2 separate regions of the Gossypium arboreum genome follow, and region 1 is linked to region 2. The links are chromatin contacts, called in public Hi-C maps. All regions are on one chromosome and are shown on one strand. The core of a region is the stretch at or near the end of the contact, and the rest is flanking DNA. Distances in the headings are between cores, read along the strand shown.

The links. A called contact is a pair of places that touch in the nucleus more often than the background predicts.
Region 1: a contact with region 2 is called in a Hi-C map of leaf, with 4 times the contacts expected there. The contact joins the promoter of LOC108456803 here to the enhancer-like site in region 2. A contact is called at or near these places in 3 of 5 Hi-C or Micro-C datasets (all in leaf).

Annotation. Positions count from the first base shown.
Region 1 is chr9:34,454,909-34,458,951 of ASM2569848v2, reverse strand. LOC108456803 (tubulin beta-8 chain) reads right to left here and starts at 1,475. Exons shown (of 3, transcript XM_017755484.2): 1 at 761-1,475; 2 at 77-346. The coding sequence starts at 1,154.
Region 2 is chr9:33,764,423-33,768,105 of ASM2569848v2, reverse strand. LOC108456665 (mitogen-activated protein kinase kinase kinase YODA-like) reads right to left here. Exons shown (of 12, transcript XM_053019237.1): 11 at 3,524-3,609; 12 at 2,182-3,426. The coding sequence ends at 2,916. It also overlaps the pseudogene LOC108456667. Among protein-coding and RNA genes, the nearest start is that of LOC108456665, 7.3 kb to the right of the region's middle. Within about 2 kb of position 1,760, at least 2 of the 2 cell types and tissues checked have an H3K27ac peak or open chromatin away from gene starts, as enhancers often do. A contact at or near this core is called in leaf, where this site is marked.

The DNA.
Region 1 (4,043 bases), core at 226-2,725, 690 kb before region 2:
GGATGAACAAATGAAATCAACAGACCTTTTACAGTTGAAATATGAAATAACAGCAACGTGAAAAAGATTGACGTACAGCTTGGAGTAGTGAGCTTCAGAGTACGGAAGCAAATATCATATAAAGCTTCATTGTCCAAAACCATACATTCATCAGCATTCTCAACAAGCTGGTGAACAGAAAGAGTAGCATTGTAAGGTTCGACAACAGTGTCAGACACCTTAGGGGAAGGGAACACAGAGAAAGTGAGCATCATTCGGTCTGGGTATTCTTCTCGGATCTTGGAAATCAAAAGTGTTCCCATGCCCGATCCAGTTCCTCCTCCCAATGAATGGCATACTTGAAATCCTGAAATATTAGAAAATGATTGTCAAATCATTAGATGTCAGGAAATAGAAGAAAGCAAATTCCAATCTAAAGCTAGATCATAGATTCCGCAAAATTTTTAAATCACACCTAAAAAGCATAATATTCGAATTGAGAATGATATAGATTTATTTGAGCAACCAAATAGAGAACCTTCCTTCCGAAACTTGAAATTTGCTAATAAGTTGAAAATTCAAACTAAACAAGCACATAAAACCTTCCTAAATTGTCAGATCCATGCTGAAAGTAACATAAAAGAACCACTTACGAGTTAAACCAACAGTTAGAAAAAGTAAAGCCAACAAATCCTTCTTCTACGGGCTAATCTAACTCTAAACTTGAAAAACCCAAACCAAAAAAAAAAAGCATGCTTAAAATTATTAAAACACACGTTACCTTGCAAGCAGTCACAGTTTTCGGCTTCTTTCCTCACCACATCTAGCACTGAGTCGATCAACTCGGCCCCTTCCGTGTAATGACCCTTGGCCCAGTTATTCCCTGCACCGGACTGGCCGAAAACGAAGTTGTCAGGCCTGAAAATCTGCCCGTACGGCCCGGATCTAACACTATCCATAGTGCCAGGCTCCAAGTCCATAAGGACGGCTCGTGGAACGAACCTCCCGCAACTCGCTTCATTGTAGTAAACGTTAACGCGCTCCAGTTGCAAATCATTGTCTCCTTGATAGCGTCCCGTTGAATCTATGCCGTGCTCGGCGCAAACCACCTCCCAAAACTTGGCACCGATCTGGTTTCCGCACTGCCCTCCCTGAATATGAAGAATCTCACGCATCTTTCCTAGGACTCGGATTTCAGAGAAAGTCCAAAGAAAATGAATTTTCAGTGAGGTTTTTTTTTTTTTTTTTCTGAAATGAAAGACGGAAACAGAAGAATTATATAGGGAGGAGATGACAGAAGGTGGTGCTCGCCGTTAGGGTTGACGGAGGTGCGTGACGGCTGACGAGGCCATTAAGCTTAATAAAGGGGGATATTTCGAATTTTGAAAATTTCGGGAAAAAGGAATAACCCCTGGGTTTAAATGAAAACGAAATCTTTACGCGTAGTTGATAGGGTTGAACATGACGCGCGATTTTCATCATGCCATCATGCGAGTGTGTGTCTTCAGATGATTTTATTGTGCGTGAGCATGAGGGTGGAGAGTGTGACCACGTGATTTTGGGAGAGATCCATGTGACTGCCACTTTGGCTACCGTCGAGGCGAAGGGCGTGTTTGGGTTTTCCATTTTTTTTTTTCTTTCTTATTAAGATATTTGTCAAAAACATACTTGAAATTTTATCACACACCTATTACCAAAACAATTACAAATGTAAAATATAAATATGTATTTAAAATTAATATAAAATAAATAATACATATAAAATATATATGATACTAAAATAAAAATTTAAATTAAATTATAAGTAAAAATTTAGACACGTAAATACATCAAATAAACAATACTAAATGCATTATAATTATTTATCAAGTTTTTGTCATCAATTGTGAGTTAATCTCGAGTTAGTTTATGACATCAATTCAATAAATAGCACTATTAATACTAGAAATTTATCACACACGTGTGTATATATATGCTAAAACCACATATTTAAAATATAGATATGTGTTTAAAAATAACATATAATAAATTATAAGTAAAATGGACAAAAATAAATTAAATTGTGAGTAAAAAGAAATTTAAATATATAACTGATGGAAGTAGTAAATTATGCATATTAAAATAAAAATGTATGAAAATTATTATACATAGTAAATTGGTGTGGGTTCAAATCCTATGACATGCATAGTTTTATTTTTATTTTTATTTTTAAATTAAAAAGACTAAATTAGCCTCCAATAATATAATTTATTTTAATATAGAAGGTCATTTTGTAATTTCTCTATAGGATTAGTATCCGTTTGATTTATGACATTAACATACTCAAGGATTTTATTAATAGTAAGTGAAGATATACAAATTATGAAAGTAATAAATTGTGCATATTAAAATAAATATGTATACAATATATCAAAATGAAGTTTTAGTTGAGTAGTAAATTTAAGCTTTTATTAATCTAATTGGGTAGCTTCAAATCTTACCATATGCATATTTTTATTAGTTTTGTTGAAATGAAAATAATAAAATACATACGAGTAATATAACTTATTTCGATTATGGAAGGACATTTTACAATTTCTCTAACCGAGTTGGTCCTCGATTGACTAATGACACCAACTCTAAAATGCTTTCAAATTACAATGTTTTAAGTATAAATCTCATTCTTTATCATTTTTAAATTAAAAGATAAAAATATTCTCATATTAATATAATTTAATTTATAAAAATAATCTTTTAAATTATTGTCTAATTAAATTAGTACGAATTGACTCATAATATTAACTTCGTCAAGAAATTATATATATATATATACATATTATAAGGTCTTTAGAAAATAATCATAGGTGGCATATTTAAGGATAGAAAGGGAAGAGCCAGGGAATGATAGCAGGGACAGAGTCAGGGGGACTGGCAGGGGTTAGGCTCCCCTAAAATGGATTTGTTTTTCATTTAGGCTTCTTTATAATTTATAAAATTTTAAATTGCTAATGGTAAAATTACAATTTAGGCACCTAAAAATAATAAAATTTTAATTTACTTTTTAAAAATTATAAATATATAGGCTATTAAAATAATAAAATTATATTTTACTATTATAAAATATATAATTTAATTTCACCCTTAAAAAAATATTTTGCTTCCCTAGTGAATAATGTCTTTAGTTGACAGATTAACATGTTATACATTAAACGAATGTAAGCTCCATAATTTAAAATATTTTTGAAATTATATAATTATTTTAAAAAATCTTTTTAACTAAAAATAGAAAAAGCATAAGTTGAATAACAATTTAATAAATTAAAAGGTGATATTAAAATATAGTTTGAACATTAAAACTCTTTTAAATTAAAAATAACATAATTTATTTCAAAATTATTATAACAGTTAAGATTAACATTAAAATTAAAAATAATTAAAATAAAATTTATTTAAAAATCCAATTAATATTAGAATTAGCAACCAAGTTTTAAAAGGTGTAAAAAATAATTTTGTATAATAGAAATATCATATTTAAAACTATTGTTTTAAACATTTTTAAAATAGATTATAATATTTTATAATAGGACAAAAACATATTTAAGTTATTAAATAACATAATTAAAATTAGTTTTGGTTTCAATTAGAAATAAAATAGTTAATTTAAATCACACCCAAAAAAAATAAAATAGTTAATTTAAAATATTTTGTTGGCCAAAAAAACTTAAAATATGTTTAAAAACTTATATCGTTAATATCAAAATTAAAATAAAATAAGTAAAGACAATTTTAAAAATATTTTAAAATTAAAATTGTTTAAAACCTGTTTAAACATGATATAAAACTACTTAAATTTTTAAGAGCATAATATATGTTTAACATATACTTTTCAAAAACATATCTATATAATGTGAACTCTAGTTTTAAATATTAATTAATTTAAGTTTATATAAATTAATAAAGTTTCTCAAAAAAAATAAAACAATAAAATTAAATATTTAGATAATATAACTTTAAAAATTTTAAAAATATTTACATTGTTAATTTGATGTTTAGTCATATATAGATGTAGGTCAAGAATTGGTTAG
Region 2 (3,683 bases), core at 511-3,010:
TGATAAATTAGATTTTGTGATAACCTTCAGATGAATGCTTTCTTGTCCTATATAAACTTTATTTATATGGTTTTCCAATTTCACAATGGAATATACGTGGAAACCTTGGTCTTAAAATTTTATTTTAGGAAACTGATTTGCTTAAAATTATTTCTTGATAAATTACACTTTGTAATGACATTCAAATTGAATGTTTTCTTTGTACTGGCAGCTGGATAGATTCATACCAAATCGTTCAGCAATGGACTATGATTATGCACATTACATGTTGACCGAAGGGAGGAAGATCAAAGAGAACCAGACAGTTTTCCCACCAGCCAGGGACGCCTATAGGATGCAGCTAGCTGAGGCCTTGAACATGAATAGGACTCAAATCTTGGCTTTCAAGAACAAGCCACCAACACCTGTCGAATTCTTCCCTTCCGACCACACAACTTCTTCTGTTCACCCAGCGAAACCTTCGAAGCCCCGAAGACACATTCCCCAGTAAGCAGAACATACATATGCAATTTAACTAGTTTGGACTTTGGACATCAGGTTTTGGTTCCACAGACGCTAATGCATTGTGATCATCATTTGGTTCTTCAGAGCTCTGAGAGGACATTGGATGCTTCTGACCTTATGGATGACTTTTACTTGAATTTATTGGACTGGGGCAGCAGCAATGTTCTTGCAATAGCACTTGGAAACACTGTTTATTTGTGGGATGCTTCAGATAGTTCTACCTCAGAACTTGTTACCATTGATGATGACAATGGCCCGGTAACAAGTGTGAGTTGGGCTCCTGATGGTCAGCATATTGCCATAGGCTTGAACAATTCTGAAGTACAATCATGGGATTCTGCTTCAAACCGGCAGGTTTGTATAATCTCTAAATATTAGCAGTTTCTTTTTGTTTCCCAGTTCTGTCATTTATTCCAACACAATCCTTTACTTTCTAATGCTTGCAGTTGCGCACTCTGAGAGGTTGTCACCGATCGAGAGTGGGTTCAATGGCATGGAACAGTCACGTTCTTACAACTGGAGGAATGGATGGTATGACAGTTAACAATGATGTAAGGATTAGATCCCATGTTTGTAAAACCTACAGAGGACATCGGCAAGAAGTTTGTGGGCTGAAATGGTCAGCTTCTGGACAACAACTGGCCAGTGGAGGCAATGATAATCTTGTTCACGTATGGGATATGTCCAAGGCATCTTCAAATTCACCAACACAATGGATACACAGGCTGGAGGATCATACTTCTGCTGTTAAAGCCCTTGCCTGGTGCCCTTTTCAGAGCAATTTGCTGGCCTCTGGTGGAGGTGGAGGTGATCGAACCATAAAATTTTGGAACACACATACAGGTGCATGCCTGAATTCAGTGGATACTGGCTCTCAAGTTTGTGCTTTGCTGTGGAACAAGAATGAGAGGGAGCTTCTGAGCTCTCATGGATTTACTCAGAATCAGTTAATTCTTTGGAAATACCCATCAATGGTGAAGATGGCGGAGATAATGGGTCATACATCTAGAGTTCTTCACATGGCTCAAAGCCCGGATGGTTGCACAGTGGCTTCAGCTGCAGGGGATGAGACACTAAGATTCTGGAATGTTTTTGGGGTCCCAGAAGTGGCTAAACCTGCTCCAAAAGTACACCAAGAGCCATTTTCTCACTTGAACCGCATCCGTTGATAGAGAAAAAGACTAGGAGGTGAACTCTATCAGTTGGTCCAGTGGTAGTTCCTTCAAAACAATAAATCAAATTATCTTAAGGGTAGCCTAGTGTTCAGTTGTCCATTCCAATTGAGAAAACCATAATGATTATACACTTTAGTGCTCAAATGTTCATGATTTGTTTTCGGCAGGTGATGAGGGGGGATATCAGTTACTATCGTCAAAGATTCACTACATCCAAACTGTCGAGGAACATGGTTGGTTTTTTTTCTTGGTGTCTGTCCGTGGAAAGCCGAACCACCTAAACTGTTGTTAGCCTTTTCTTTGAACTATTTAATTTGAAAATCTTTAAAATTGTCAGCTGCTAAAATGATTTGGCTTTACTTTGGTTCTTATGGAAGTTTGACTTGTCAAATACATTTTGAGGTGTTTAGAACATAAACTTCAATTACTCCACTCTGCCATTGAGACAGTGGATCTGAAATTGTATGATCCATCTGATAATAAAACTAAAATGCAAATTCACTTCACGGTTGAATTTTGGATGCTTAAAGCAATTTGGTGTTAAATCTCTTTCAGTAGTGCAGGGTCTCTCTCCTCAAAGTATAATGTACAGATGCAAGCTTTAAATGCAACAAGATCGTGAAGCTACCAAAACCTGTAAAATAACCACCAAGGGTCGTAAAGTGCATGAACCACGGAATTAGATTTCTTCAATCTACTGGTACTGTACGTACAATGAATCATGTCGAGCACTAGAGCATTAGAATTAGTTCAGATCCTTTTACTGATCACAAAACTCGGAATTCCGATTTGGTTCCTAAAAACATCTGTACAACTGTGTCTACCGAAAGCCGATGATCTTCCCCTTGATTTGCAGCCAAGACATTTTTGCCAACTAACTTCAAACCACTGCAGTTCAGTCAAGCATTAGTTGATTTACACACTCAACCCTGTACAAGATTCATGCCGTACGGCAGCAACATTCTTATTTTCCGGGAATATTTTCACCTGAATAAATGGTCTATTGAACATCTAACTGGAATCAATAAATGATCTATTGAACGCCTAAACCCCGATCCTTGGCAAATGACCTACCTGCCACCTCACTTCCTTGCTCTCCAACCTTATTCCTCGAATTTCTGTTCAGGTTCCATATTTGACCCATATGCTGCCTTAGACGAAGTTAAAAGTGATGAATACAAATTGATCCCGTAAGACCCAAAAGACATTCTGATCGGTGAATCTTCAAAGCTGAGTTTAGATAATAACACTCCGGTAAGGTAAAGGAGAGCTGGGACTTAGATCCAGGGATGGGCTCATTGCTGCGTGATCCTTCAGAAGCTGTCGAGAAACACGATCAGCTAATACAGACTGTCCATCATACGATTCCCCATGGACTGATCTTCCAGTTCCTAAAATGTCATTTTCTGATGGCACCAGTTCAGAAGAGATGTGAGAACTTGCTTGCAAGCCTCGAAAAATGTCAGGATTATTATCATGACAGGAAGAGCCACTGACATAAAGACCATTTGAGGGCTTTGGCATGCTACCAAGACCCTCCTGAAAGTAAGGCGATTGTTTCAGATAACCATAAGGTATAGCACCACTGCCACCTGTCAAGGGTGTAGACGAGCCTGAAGTGGTCCGGGGGCTAGATATGGGAGAAGGAGACATTCTTCCGTTTAGTTGTTGCGGTGACCTTGAATGCAGAAGAGGGCTTCCTATGGGTGAAACAGGGCAAGATACATTCCTTGGAATATTGATATCACTGCATAATAAGGAATTGAAATGAGACTTAACAACCATCATTTTTATCATCTATATTCGAGTTTGTGTATGTAAGAGTAAGAGAAAGAGAGAGAGACCTAGCATGCAGTTTCGGAACTCTAGATGAATGAACAGCAAGTTGCTCTGACTCCAGGGAGGAATAATTCCTGGTTTGTCCAATGCCCTGATGGCAAAACATGAGAGAATATTCCAATGAGATTTAAGGTCTGAAATACCAAAATTCCAAGGGGAGTATTG